Regions from separate parts of the Mus musculus genome. Here regions 2, 3 and 4 are each linked to region 1. Evidence: chromatin contacts called from public HiCAR-type and promoter capture Hi-C data. All regions are on one chromosome and are shown on one strand. The core of a region is the stretch at or near the end of the contact, and the rest is flanking DNA. Distances in the headings are between cores, read along the strand shown. Region 1 holds the start of Tmem218 (transmembrane protein 218). Region 2 holds the start of Ddx25 (DEAD box helicase 25). Region 3 holds the start of 4933422A05Rik (RIKEN cDNA 4933422A05 gene). Region 4 holds the start of Srpr (signal recognition particle receptor ('docking protein')).

Region 1 (3,033 bases), core at 94-2,593:
ATAAAGTTCTCCGGACCCTTTTGAATCTATATGTCTTGAATTCTTCCTCCACCTAAGGTTGGTTTGACAGCCCCTTTCACCCAATTTCCAGGGGAAAACAAACAAACAAAGAAACAAACATCCTGCACCCTGGGTTCATTGGATGAAAATCCTGCCCACCACCAGGCTGAGGATCTTTGGTTGTTTTTGGTTTTTGAGACAGGGTTTCTTTGTGTACCCTTGGCTGTCCTGGAACTAGATCAGGTTGGCCTCAAACTCAGAGAACTCTCAGCCTCTGTGATTAAAGGCATGGGCCACCTCTGCAAGACAAGCTGAGAATCTTAAGGGAGAAAACTAATACCTGTCTCAGAGGACAGTTTGCTGTCTGGGGCAGATGGAAATTACAGATAAGGCAGTGTGGTGTAAGGCTGCTGGTGGATGATACCTTGCCCGTACCCCAAATTTCAGGACCAAGTCCTTGAACGCAATAGAAATGGTAGGTTACTGGACAGGATTGCCTTTCTGGAGATATCTTTTTTTCCCGGGTAAAGCTTTGTACACTTGGCTAGCCTCGAACTCACAAAGATTTGACTGCCTGTGCCTCCAGCCTGCTGGGACTAAAGATTAACGCCACTACTACGCCCAGCTCTCTTTTTAACTTTTTTTTTTTTTAATTGCTTATTCCAAACCTTCAAAAATAGTTAGAATGGCCTGATGTGGTAGTACACATCTGTCATCCTAGCATTCAAAAGGCTGGGTGGGGCAAGAGGACCGACCATAAGTTTGAGGCCTGCCGGGGATATTGAGCAAGGCCTATCCCCAAAATCAACAAACTGGAGGAGTGAGAGCCTACACTTTTTTTTTTTTTCCTACTTTAGAAACTTCAGCCTCGTTTGGGTTTTAAAACATTAGGCTAATGCCTCCTAATCTTTGTTGGTTAATCACATGCACCTCTGGGCAAAATCAAATGTCACGACCCCTAAAGACCAGGTGACACCTGACTGACAGAAAGAGGGTGCTTCAGCGTCCTGCCCTTTTTACTGGGCAGGCAGCGATTCAGTCTGCAGGGTTCACCACACATCAGCTCCCAGCACCGCAGCTGGGAACACTGGGGACTGAGCAGTAATCCCAGGCCTGCGGCCAGGATGACCTTCGGTGGCCCGCGCGCCTCCCGCCCTCACCTTCCAGGCGTCTGGGGCCAGCCTCCGGTCCTCACCCGGCTCTCAGGTTCCTCACCAGGACTCACCCCTCGCTCTCTGTCCCCTTCATCCAGGCTTTGGTCTACTTTGGACGAATCACAAGTAGGGGCTCATTTAAGAAATTTAAGATGGACCAATCAAAGCCGCCCTTTCAGCACTTAAGGGCGTCCTCAATAGCTGACGTTGGCTGTGGCTCCAGGCAACGCAAAGCGTGGTGGGTGGGTGGTGTGTACGTCAGTCTCCTTTACGTCCTCCCATTGGTCTATATGTACTGTCCTCAGTTTCAATTGGATAGCAATGCTTGTCAATCACACCTTGGTAAGGATTAAACCCTTGGACAACAACGGGAAGACCGTTTAATAGCTTCTTGCTTTCGCGATTGAGATTGCTCCGACCGATCACAGAGAGCTGTTCCGCGGTCTAGACACCAATTCCTGCCCCGCTATCTATCTGATGACCAGTCCGCAGGAGCCTGGGATTGTGGGGACAATCAAATCGGCTTGGCATTTCAGGATCCCTAGAATCCCTCCTGAATTGAATGCAGATCACTAGTTAAAATAACAACACATTCTCCTTACTGGGCCTTATTTTATTGGTAGTTTTTCTTCCTTTAGGTTTTGACATGTACCGACAAGGCAAGGATCAATGAAACCAAGAGACAGACTTGGGAAGAGGCCCGAGGTCACATAAACCCTTTTCCCTTCTTGCCACCCTATACTGGCAGCTGGTCCACATGTGTGGAAGAGTGTTCTTCCCTAACTGCTACCCAGAATGTGTCAAGATTTTGTATGCAGGCTATAGGGTGTCTGATCAAAAGATCAGGCCAGTGAATGGAAACCGGTCAAAGTTTGCATCCTTCGTCGTGCAAGCGTGAAGGGAAAACAAAAGCAATATAAGATTTGTGAACTGCGGTCCTGGAAGCTGTGTCCTTAGACAAAATTGGGCCTGGATGTATTCTATCTGCCTGCTCGACTGCCTGCCTGTCTCTGTGTCTGTCTCTCCCTCTCTCCCTCTCTCCCTCTACTTCTTTCTCTCGTCCCGTCCCTTCTCTCCAGATTCTCACTATGTAACCCTGGCTGTCCTGGAACTCATTATGTCAACCAGGCTGGCCTCGAACTCACAGATGTGTCTGCCTCTGCCTTCCTAGTACTGGTATTGAAGGCATGAGTCACTAGCCTGGCTTTCAGTGCACTCTTTTTCTGAATTATGAATGAAGTGGAGGCTGATTCAGTTTTCTTGACTGTAGAGACCTATAGGTCCTTACCTCTTTAACGACTGAACGTTAGCTGCCTTATTGAGGAGCTATGCTATTGTTACTGTAACTATGTACTATTAGAAACTGAGAGGATACACAAGAAATAAAATGTTACTCTTGTCTTAATGAGTTTTACATAGTTTTGTAATGGCAGGTCAAGGACACAAGGTGTAGATCTAATTTATAGTTAGTTACTCCAGAGGATAGCACACATGAGAACACTTGGATGTTTAAACTTTTATTTCCTGTGTATGCATGTTCTGCCTACATGCTGCATGTGTACCACCTGCATGCACATATCCCTAAAGGTAAGAAGAGGTTGTGCCAGTTTCCATCCCTTTCCAGCAGTCTGTCTAACTATGAACCCATCTAAGGTAATTAACTCACTGATGAGGCCTCAGGATGCAGTCACTCTTAAGCTCATCAGAGCCAGCCTTTGACATCCAAGCCATAACAAACTTTGTTAGACAGTTTTTTTTTCTCTCCCAAGCAAACAAAAGCAAAAGCAACTCGGAGTAATGTTTAGTTGTCTTTCTCAAATGTGTAAAATCATTTGTTCTTGATAGAGGCGGGGGGGGGGGGGCAAAATAAGCCATTAGG
Region 2 (3,094 bases), core at 292-2,791, 1.6 Mb after region 1:
GTAACCAAATACCCACAAAGGGAATTCCTGGGCGCACCAAGCTTTCACCCTAAAATAGCACGCCCTAAATGTACGAAACTTCTTTAAATGTTTAAATGTATATGGCGAGGGTACACATTTCCTTTGTAATAAAGGGTTTGAGACGCGCTACGACCATTAATCAACTCTGAAAAGAATTGTGTAAAACAAAACCCAAAGTTTCCCGCCACCCCTTCCTTCCATAGCATAATTAATGGGCTTCCACTGTTCATATTTGAGCAATTTTGATGTAGTAGAGGCCCTCTAAACTAGTTACAGACTCTAAGCCCCGCCGATGGGATTTCCTAGCTGCTAGAAGTTCCAGGCACGACACGATATGCGTTGTCCTAAGTCCCATTTCATACACCAAGGCCTTCTTAAACACTTAAATACCAGGGCAGAAGGTAGCAGTTCAGCCTCCATCTGTTCATTCCTCTCTAGAACTCAAAGATGCCCAACTCAGAGTTTAACTCACCTTCCGGTCCTCAGTAGGCGGCCATGCGGCTAGCCGGAAGCTATGGCTTTCCGTCTTCAGTAAGCATGCGCGGCTTCACCAAGCGTGCGCCGACGGTTCTGGGAAATGTAGTTCGGAAGGCACGGTGTGGGCTTTTAGCCGAAGCCCACCGCATGCGCAGGTTTCTGATGCAGCTTCCTCTTTACCGCAAGCCAATACGAGAAATATAGTCTGGTCTAAAATGAGAAAAAAAGATTTTCAAATGCTGGCTATCCTATATGAAAACTAAGAGATTGAAGATCCTGTCCCAACATCGTTTAATTAACAGAAATTTAACCTTGAGAGTCGAAACATTTACTACTAGAATGTAAATGTAAGGGTTAAAGGGAAATGCTTTGACCTGAAAACACTGAAAGATTGCGACAGAACAGGGCCAAGGAATTCTGCTTCAGCACCACGGAGAGATCATGGCTCCAGTTTTGAGTTTCTGCTTTTGACAATTATAGAAATGTTGCCCCAAGTCTTAAAATTCCAGTCAGAAAACTGAAAATCCTGGTTCTTTGGTCCAAACTTAGCATAAGGTTGGACCAAAGAGCTACCCCAGAGCTGTGCAATACATGTCATAGATATAGATAGTGGTGGTCCAGATTGCTTTAAAAGGAGACCCCTCCTTAGAATAAAAATTAAAATATGCGTGTATGTGGGCACATCACAGGTATCCTGGACACATGTCCGCACTTGAGTTCTGTTTTCCTTCTGAACCTCTGGTCAAGCCCATCTCTCCCTCCACTGTGCAACCTCACACCTGGTGATGCCCAAGCGGGGCTGTCGGGAGAGATACCCGCACGAGAGCCTGCAGCGCGGTGTGTGTACCGCCTCCGTGCCCACTTTCTCTCTGCTGTGCGGATGGCCGGCTGGTCAAACGGAAAGCTCGCGGGTGTCCCGCACAGCTGCGCCCCGCACCTCTCTCCCTCCGCCCGCCCCGCGCCGGGCCCGCGCCTGCGCACTGCGCCGCGCCACGGGTGGTCGCGAGGCGGACGCCGGTCCCGGAGCCTGACCATTGGCCACTGAGCCGAGCCGGCGCTGCCCCGCGCGGGGGTGGCAGCACGTGCCAGGGGCGAGAGCGGAGACCGCAGCTATGGCGTCGTTACTTTGGGGAGGCGACGCCGGGGCGGCGGAGAGCGAGCGGCTGAACAGCCACGTAACTGCCGCTGAGCAGGGGAGGGCCCAGGGGCGGGGGCTAGAACAGGGACTCCCGAGGGAAGTCCCCTGGGAAGGGGAGCGCCCGGCCGGCGTTTAGAGCGGGGTGTCAAGTGATGGGGGGTGTCAAGTGATGGGGGGCTGGGCTGGAAAGGCCACAGAAAAGGAGACTCCCAGAAAGGACCGACCTTTGATTTGAAAGGGCAGAGACCCCCTCAGGAAATACAGAGAGAGTGCGCAGCTGCTAGTCCTATCTGTACTGAGTTTTCTCCTATCCTGGTTTTGACCATTTAGCAGGCTTCTCATCTTCATAGCCACCTTCCCCTTGTAGTTGTAAACCACCCATCACCCAGATGCTGCCCATATTCAAACTAAGAGCCCTTATAAAGAGAGACTATGGAAGCCCCCATTCTATTATATGAGAATTCATACAATTACACAGATTCTTATAATGAAATCATTAACCCTTAACATTGCAAAGGAAGCAGTTTGAGGTGGTCTTCCCTCCCCTTGCTGTAGGATAGCGCCATGCTTCTTGCTTGATGTCCTGCTTCCTAACCTTGGTTGAATTTTGTGCCTTTCAATAGTTTTCAAATCTCGTCCATCCCAGGAAGAACCTTCGTGGTATTAGGAGTACCACAGTCCCAAACATAGGTGAGTGTTGTTAGGCTAAAGCAAGACTGGCTTAATTAACACCTTTGCTTTCCCCATGTATCTGCCATGAAATAGCTTTGGCTTCCTTCCTCTCCACTGAAAATCCTCCACCTCCTCAGGCACATCGCTTTACTCTTGCAGGAGATGGCTCTGTTTGCATACACTGTAGCGTCTGTGAGACGTTCTGAGAATGCATTGTATGTTTCCACTCAACATTTTTCTTTATGCTTCTTATTTTCCCTTTTACCCTCATAGACGGCTCTCTTAACACGGAAGATGATGATGATGATGAAGACGATGTAGGTAGGAGACAAGCTCGACTGAATGTACCTATTAGCTCTGCTGCTTGGTTTACCATCGCTTTGACTGTGCTAAAAGGATTAATTTCCTTGGGAAAGCACTATCTTTGTTTTCTTTTTGAATGAATACTATGGGGGGGGAGTACTGAATTAGGAGGGGGGTGCATTCCTTTAGACTACGTTGAAATGAAAACTGCAAGGTGTAGATTAAGAATTTTCGGTTTGGCTAGGAAGATATTGCAATTAGATGTCGGTCTGCACGTGGTCAAGGGTTTGCACAACAGAGCATAAGAAACTGGGTCTTGGTAAAAGGAGGGAATCCTCGGTGCTGTGGCATTCCTTCTCGGACTTCCTTTTGTCAGGAAGATGAGAACAAGCTGCTGTTGGTTGATATGTACTGTTGCTCAGTAGGAGATAACAGTTAATTAGCTGTCATCCGGGAGGTTTGATGTCCTCTTGTGATTTTGCC
Region 3 (3,023 bases), core at 411-2,910, 1.9 Mb after region 1:
AGTCAAGTTCATCAAGAGGGCAAGAAAGACAAAGAATGATTTGTGGAGGATATTTGGTATTTGGTTAAAACCTATTCCCACTTTTGGGGAAGTGGAAATAAGAAATAGGCAAAATATGGGGCACTACTGCCATCTGGTGGCAGTATCAGACAATTCACTTCACTTACACTGTCATCATAAAATGAAATCTTGCCCCATGACGTTGTTTATAATTCAATCCACTGTAACCTTCAAACAAAACGAAAGAAAATTTTGTCACAACAACACCACGAGGTAATAAGATTCTCCCCACAAGTGGCTTTAGGACGATCAGCTGCCTGGCTAGACTCCCTCTTTACCCCATACATGGAAATGAGCTCAAAAGGTCTGGGAGACTTACAAGTGCTGATGGTAGACAGTCTCAAAGCTTTAAGGACAAGTATCTATGGTTTGTGTTAGTTAGTAGTTGCTGAGAAAAAGAAGAGTTGACAAAATAAACTCATCCACACAGGAACACCTTCATATTACAAGGTGTGGTGGTTTGAAGATGCTTGGCCCAGGGAGTGGCAGCCACTATTAGGCATGGCCTTGTTGGAGGAAGTGTAGGGGTGGGCTTTGAGACCCTCATCCTTGCTGCTTGGAAGACAATCTGATGCTTTCTAGGAGTGGTGGATCTGAAGGAGAAGGGAGGTGGGATGGAGGGACTGGGAGGAGAAGAGGAAGGGGAAACTATGGCTGAGATGTTATATATGAGAGAAGAGTAAGAAAAAAGGATATGAGAGTGGAAAGACAGAACTGTTGGGAGTGAGAAGTAAATAAAAGAAGGGGATGCTGGGAGAACATGATCAAAATATCTTACATTCATGTATGAAATGAATAAATTTAAAATATTGTAAAATAAAAGAAAGGATGAAGCTTCCTGTCCCGGCCGCCATCGGAGAGCAGCAGCCATGGCTCTGTGCTACCCCATGGCCGTGGGCCTCAACAAGGGCCACAAGGTGACAAAAAATGTCAGTAAGCCGAGACACAGCCGGCGACGTGGGCGCCCCACCATACACACCAAGTTCGTGCAGGACATGATCCGGGAGGTGTGCGGCTTCGCGCCCTACAAGCGGCGAGCCATGGAGTTGCTCAAAGTGTCCAAGGACAAGCGCGCACTCAAGTTCATCAAGAAGAGAGTGGGCACGCACATCCGCGCCAAGAGAAAGCGGGAGGAGCTGAGCAACGTGCTGGCAGCCATGAGGAAGTTGGCGGCCAAGAAGAATTGATGAGCCCTCCCCCAATAAAAGATGGTTCCTACAAAAAAAAAAAAAAAAAAAAGATGAAAAGGGGGAAAGCAGGGCTGAAGAGATGGCTCGGTGATTAAGAGTACTGATTGTTGTTCCAGAGGTCCTGAGTTCAATTCCCAGAAACCATAGGGTGGCTCACTACCATCTATAATCATTGCTGGTGAGAATATATATTAGTGCATTCAGAGTGGAAATCAAATCAACATGGATGTTCCTCAAAAAAAAAAAAAAAAATAGGGTGCTGGAAAGATACCCAAGGGTTAAGAGCATTAGCTGTCCTTCTACATGACCTAGGTTCAATTCCAGTCTGCATGTGAGAGACCAAATCGTTTGGGTTCAGACTCCATCTTAGAAAACCTAACCTAAGGTTGAACGTGAGTTATTAACCAACTGGCACCTAGCACCAGTTTCCAGGTTACCAGATTCCAACCCCACCCCCACCCCCTTCCACAAGACCTGTGCCTAGTACCAGTTTCCAAGTTATTCCCCAACAAATCTGTTTCTCCAGATTAAAAGCCTGCCCCTAACAAACACCTCACTTCTTAGCAACCACCAAACAGGAAGAAAACAGAAGTTAAGTTTATGATTTGGTTCCCAGTACCAGCCAATTATGTTAAAGGTTATAATGGCTCCCCAGTCAGATAGTCCCTTCTTGCTTCTATCATGCTTGCCTAAAACTAGGCTCAGGGCTCCACCTTCCTACTGTGCAAGGGATGCCTGGGAGCCCAAGCTCCAGCTTGAATAAGGAGACGCTAATGCAACTGCATTGGATTCAGCTCCTTGGTGATCTTTCGGGGGTTCACAAATGTTTCCTGGCATACATAACACATGATGTGAGAGAGCTATAGCGGAGCTTCAAGAGCATCATGCCCATGGCAGAGACACATGGGGATCTAGAGCTCAGAGAAACCAAGGAAAAAGACCAACTGTCATCAGCACACAGGAGGAGGGTGCCAAGCTCACCTGGATCTGCAGGTGAAAGTGGAGCTCAGCAGGGTGTCTGCCCAGAACCCTTCTAAAAGCCTGGATGTCAATCAAATGAGAAGGCATAGAAGGAGCTCTTGAAGCCCTGAGCAGGAGACCCAGTTATCAGATGTAAAGACACATGTAGTTTGAAGGCTGAAAATGGATTTGTGGGCTTAGGTAGAACATTCCCAGGCTGAAAAAAATCCCACATACCCAAGAGGCAAGTTACTGCTCTCAGAGTGGGCTTCGGGTGAGCCACCTGCCCCTCCAGACTCTGCAGTACTTCTCAGAGGCACAGATACATATCTCATAGAAGGCTAACAACAAAGCTGTACTTGGGCAGCTTTTTGGCATTTCCCATCACAAGTTCTCATTTTTAAATTATGTGCATGTATGACTTTAAGGGGGAAGAAAAGAGGGGGACACCATCTTCACACACTAGTTACATGATGTAACTGCTGTTGATCAACATTCTAACCCGGTGAAGTTCATGTTAGGCATGGCACAGGTTCCTCCAGTTTCTCAAACCATGCTAACAGATCCTCTTACTGTATCTGTGACAATTACAGATGTCACCTTATACAGCAAGACCCACTGCTTAAGCAGGCCAACCCAGCAAGGATCTGATAAATATTTAAACCCTTTCTAAGGTATAAGAGAACACAGAAAAGGGACTTCGTTGTTTTCCCTGCCTCAAACACTGCTGTGAAGAGAAGCTCCAACAGGGAAGTCCAGTTCTCTCTAGAAGATAGGCACAGCCTTGGTATGCCCTACATCCAGGCTGGCCTT
Region 4 (3,300 bases), core at 567-3,066, 2.0 Mb after region 1:
CTACAATGCCTCAAGGGAGTGATAGGGTGGTGAGCATTAAGTTAAAGGAGGCTAGCAATGTCAAAGAGTACCACAGAGTTTTATAATACTATGCTAACATCTTGTATGCCCTAGCAGGGTCAGGAAACTCAAACACACCTTCCTTTTTGGCCCCCCTTTTTTTGTTGTTTTTTGCTTTTTCCTTGGTCTTTTCCCCCCGTGTTTCAATCATGGACCTCACAGGTTTCTTAGCTTTTTCAGAATCTTCAAATTTCTTCATGGTAGTGGGAGCACGGATCTTACTGCTCTCCTCTGCTTCACTAAAGAGAAAAGAGACTAGTTGGTCTTTCTACCCATACAAGAGGACAACTCTGACTTAAGAAAAAGATCCCACATATCAAAAGGACTATAAGAAACAAGCTACAAAATGTGACTGGTTTGAACCCATGTAAATATTGATGCGCCACCGACAGGCAGGCACTCTTAAATCATGAAAATTTTCCCTTTGAACGGAGGAAAGCCTCTCACCGAAGGAGCCGCAGGAAGTCATTTTGGAAATCAAATGTGCCATTCAATAGACTTAAAGCACTCTGTTGTTGGATCTCTGTGCGATACTTATCCCGGAACAGTCGGTGCACATCATCTATCAACTTGTCTACATAGGTCAGCGTGAGGATCTTCTGAAAGCCAACCTGTTTATGGAAGGAGACGGAGCCAATAGATCTCCTTACATGCCAGCCCAGAATGGAAGGAAGCCAACTCAACCCAAGCCTCCAGAGATAGGTTTCCTGCCCCGGGAGAGCCAAGCTTACAATCTTACCCAGAAGTCGCTTGCTTTCTCCCCTCCACATTCCTAACTTTTTTCTATCACTTTATCACATACACAATACCCACAATTAATTAGGTTCATCAGTGGGGATGCTGTTGAGAACATAACTTGTCTTTCTAACATACCCCCACTTACCACAAACACCAGCTCAAACTGGTTGTCCAGTTTATACTTGAGTGTGAGAGCCTCATGAGTGAAAGAGTTGTTACCGCCCCGTTCCTGGAAAAAGAGCGTTTCAGCAGTCAGGCTACATCCACAGCAAAACCAGACTTTGGACTACGTTTGGGAAATAACCAGATATAATCCTGCCCTCAACAAGGGAGTTCTGGGACATTTCTAGCACCCCGTGAGAAAAAAAGACAGACAGACAGACACCAGGTAAGGACAAGGGGTAAAGCTGGGACAGGAGACAGGACACGTGGGAGCCAGGAAGTAAACAGTCATATATAAACAATCAGATCTTCTAGCAGCTGTGAACCATCTACTGTTCCTGAAAGGTGTTCTCGCATCCACAGTTTCACCCAACGTCAAAACAGCAGAAAACCACGCTGCTCGGATGAGTGGAGAGGGAGTTCGAGTCCATTAGGACGCCAGAACGTGGCTAGAGCCCCGGAAACGGGAGGAGTGGGGGGCGTCGCAAAGTTTCGGGATACTGTGATCCAGGCAAGGAAGTCGATCCTGGGTGGCCGGTAACCGACCAGTTTGAGGAGATCAGAACGGAAAGTGCGGAGTGACTACTGGAAAGGGGACCACAGTCTGGGTCTGAGGGACGACAGCCCGGAGTTCTGCCCCGCGGGGGTGGTACCTGCAGCAGTACGGAACGAATCAACGCGTTGACGGGCCCGGTGCACGAGTCGCTCACGCCCTGGAAACACCAGAGCACAAGCCCGCCCTTCGAGAAGATGGTGAAGAAGTCAAGCATGACGGAAGCGGGAGAAGACTTGAGGCCGAGACCGGGGCCGGGAACTCGGGCCGCGTCCGCCGCCGCCGCTTCCTGCTGCGCCAAGCGCGGGACACGTCACACCAGCAGCCCCCGGAAACCGGTTCAGCCGCACTTCCGCTACGAGCCTCCGTGGTCCCGCCCCTTTCCCGCTCAGGGCGCGCGAGATGACGTAGACTCAAGCCTGACCAATAGCACACAGGGGCGGGACTCCAGAGGCGATAGCTCCCCTATAGCGTGGAGGGGTGGAGCCTGAAGAGCACTGCCGGCTAATCGGCGCGTTCGTGTCTATTCCCCGTGGCGCGGACCGATGACAGGAAGGACAGAGTCGGCTTGAGGGGAACCCACCTCAAGCTGAAAGAAGCCGGGCTCTAAGGCCATGTTTCGCAGAGCGCTGCGTCTTGGCTTGGGCCCGGGCCTCCCATACCGGGGGCTACGCACACGCAAAGGAGGCTTTACTCTGGGTAAAGCTGAGGGCAGCAGTGGTTCTGGGGAGCCCAAACCCTCCATAGATGTGACCTTCAAGGTTCGACCCCCTGCCTCGTGCGGGCGGGACAGCGAGTTAGCTGGGGGAAGGGGTAGGCTTGCCTACTAAAGGTCAAAGAGCCGAGGCAAGTGTATGGCTCTCAAGGAGGCACTTCCCAGTGGACAATGCCATATAAATGGAAGCTTGCTGGCGATGATGGATAAGGATAAGAAACCATTACAAAGGTGCCCGGCTTTAGAAGGCTGTGCAGTATGAAGTATACTAGGGACTCGTTCCCTGGGCCTGGCATATCTGAGAATGGGGTTCAGGAGGGAGAGAGATCTGCAAGAGCTAAATAATGTGAGTCACATCTCGCTTGATGGGGAAACAGAAAGTAATTTCAGGAAGTTGAATCTTCCAGTGTTAGAGATCCATGATATTGGGGCCTGGTGGGACAAAGACCAAACAACAAAGTTCTAACAATACTGCTGCATATGAGTTGATCTTATGAGAAAGGATGACATTGGAGGTGTGGCAATCCAAATGCCTATTTCAGCCCCCCTTTTCCTGTACCCATCCTCCAACCCCCAACCACGCAGAAAAGAACATAAGTCATCTAACTGTAACTATGTCCTGCAGACTGGGATGCAAAGGTGTCTGACTTTAAGAAGAAGGTTGATTCCATCCTGCCTGGAAAGAAATATGAAGTGCTGTATGACACCAGCCACCTGCCCCCAGAACAGGCGGATGTGGTCATCATAGGAGGTGGGATTCTTGGTCTGTCTGTGGCCTTTTGGCTGAAGAAGCTGGAGAGTAGAAGAGGTGCCATTCGGGTGCTGGTGGTGGAGCAGGACCACACGGTGAGGTCAGGGAGTAAGGGCAGTCATCTTATTGAGGACACAGACTGTGGCATTGAGGGCAGGGACTGTGCTTTGGACTTTGGAGCTTAAGAAATAGTTCCAGGCTCTTCCTCCCTCAACAAAGACCCGCAGCAATAACATTGTTTTGTTGGGGAAGGGGAAGAGACTTTGCTACTGTTGTTTAATCTCTTTGGAGATGGGGTTTCAATATATGGCTGAAGCTGGC

What was found. Promoter capture Hi-C pulls out the DNA fragments that hold promoters and counts their contacts. HiCAR-type assays count read pairs that join an accessible place to other places.
Region 2: a contact with region 1 is called in a promoter capture Hi-C map of neutrophils, with 5 times the contacts expected there. The contact joins the promoter of Ddx25 here to the promoter of Tmem218 in region 1. A contact is called at or near these places in 9 of 39 promoter capture datasets (the 3T3-L1 cell line, cranial neural crest, embryonic stem cells and 5 more), 2 of 484 Hi-C or Micro-C datasets (B cells and cardiomyocytes), 3 of 115 datasets of contacts at active chromatin or transcription factors (astrocytes, pro-B cells and stem cell-derived neural progenitor cells) and 1 of 9 other capture datasets (liver).
Region 3: a HiCAR-type map of astrocytes shows a contact between it and region 1, with 5 times the contacts expected there. The contact joins the promoter of 4933422A05Rik here to the promoter of Tmem218 in region 1. A contact is called at or near these places in 2 of 39 promoter capture datasets (liver and pre-B cells) and 1 of 115 datasets of contacts at active chromatin or transcription factors (astrocytes).
Region 4: a contact with region 1 is called in a promoter capture Hi-C map of pre-B cells, with 5 times the contacts expected there. The contact joins the promoter of Srpr here to the promoter of Tmem218 in region 1. A contact is called at or near these places in 4 of 39 promoter capture datasets (cranial neural crest, frontonasal cranial neural crest, liver and 1 more) and 1 of 9 other capture datasets (adipose tissue).

What each region holds. Positions count from the first base shown.
Region 1 is chr9:37,206,533-37,209,565 of GRCm38.p6, reverse strand. It overlaps Tmem218 (transmembrane protein 218), which reads right to left and starts at 1,343. Exons shown (of 4, transcript NM_025464.3): 1 at 1,161-1,343.
Region 2 is chr9:35,556,917-35,560,010 of GRCm38.p6, reverse strand. It overlaps Ddx25 (DEAD box helicase 25), which reads left to right and starts at 1,541. Exons shown (of 12, transcript NM_013932.4): 1 at 1,541-1,673; 2 at 2,260-2,326; 3 at 2,582-2,629. The coding sequence starts at 1,611. Pus3 (pseudouridine synthase 3) reads right to left here and starts at 1,451. Exons shown (of 5, transcript NM_023292.5): 1 at 1,278-1,451; 2 at 494-708.
Region 3 is chr9:35,279,742-35,282,764 of GRCm38.p6, reverse strand. It overlaps 4933422A05Rik (RIKEN cDNA 4933422A05 gene), which reads right to left and starts at 1,660. Exons shown (of 5, transcript NR_040715.1): 1 at 1,559-1,660; 2 at 168-228. It also overlaps the pseudogene Gm5614.
Region 4 is chr9:35,209,719-35,213,018 of GRCm38.p6, reverse strand. It overlaps Srpr (signal recognition particle receptor ('docking protein')), which reads right to left and starts at 1,816. Exons shown (of 14, transcript NM_026130.1): 1 at 1,614-1,816; 2 at 944-1,027; 3 at 508-671; 4 at 139-299. The coding sequence starts at 1,730. It overlaps Foxred1 (FAD-dependent oxidoreductase domain containing 1), which reads left to right and starts at 1,964. Exons shown (of 11, transcript NM_001291448.1): 1 at 1,964-2,212; 2 at 2,854-3,074. The coding sequence starts at 2,128.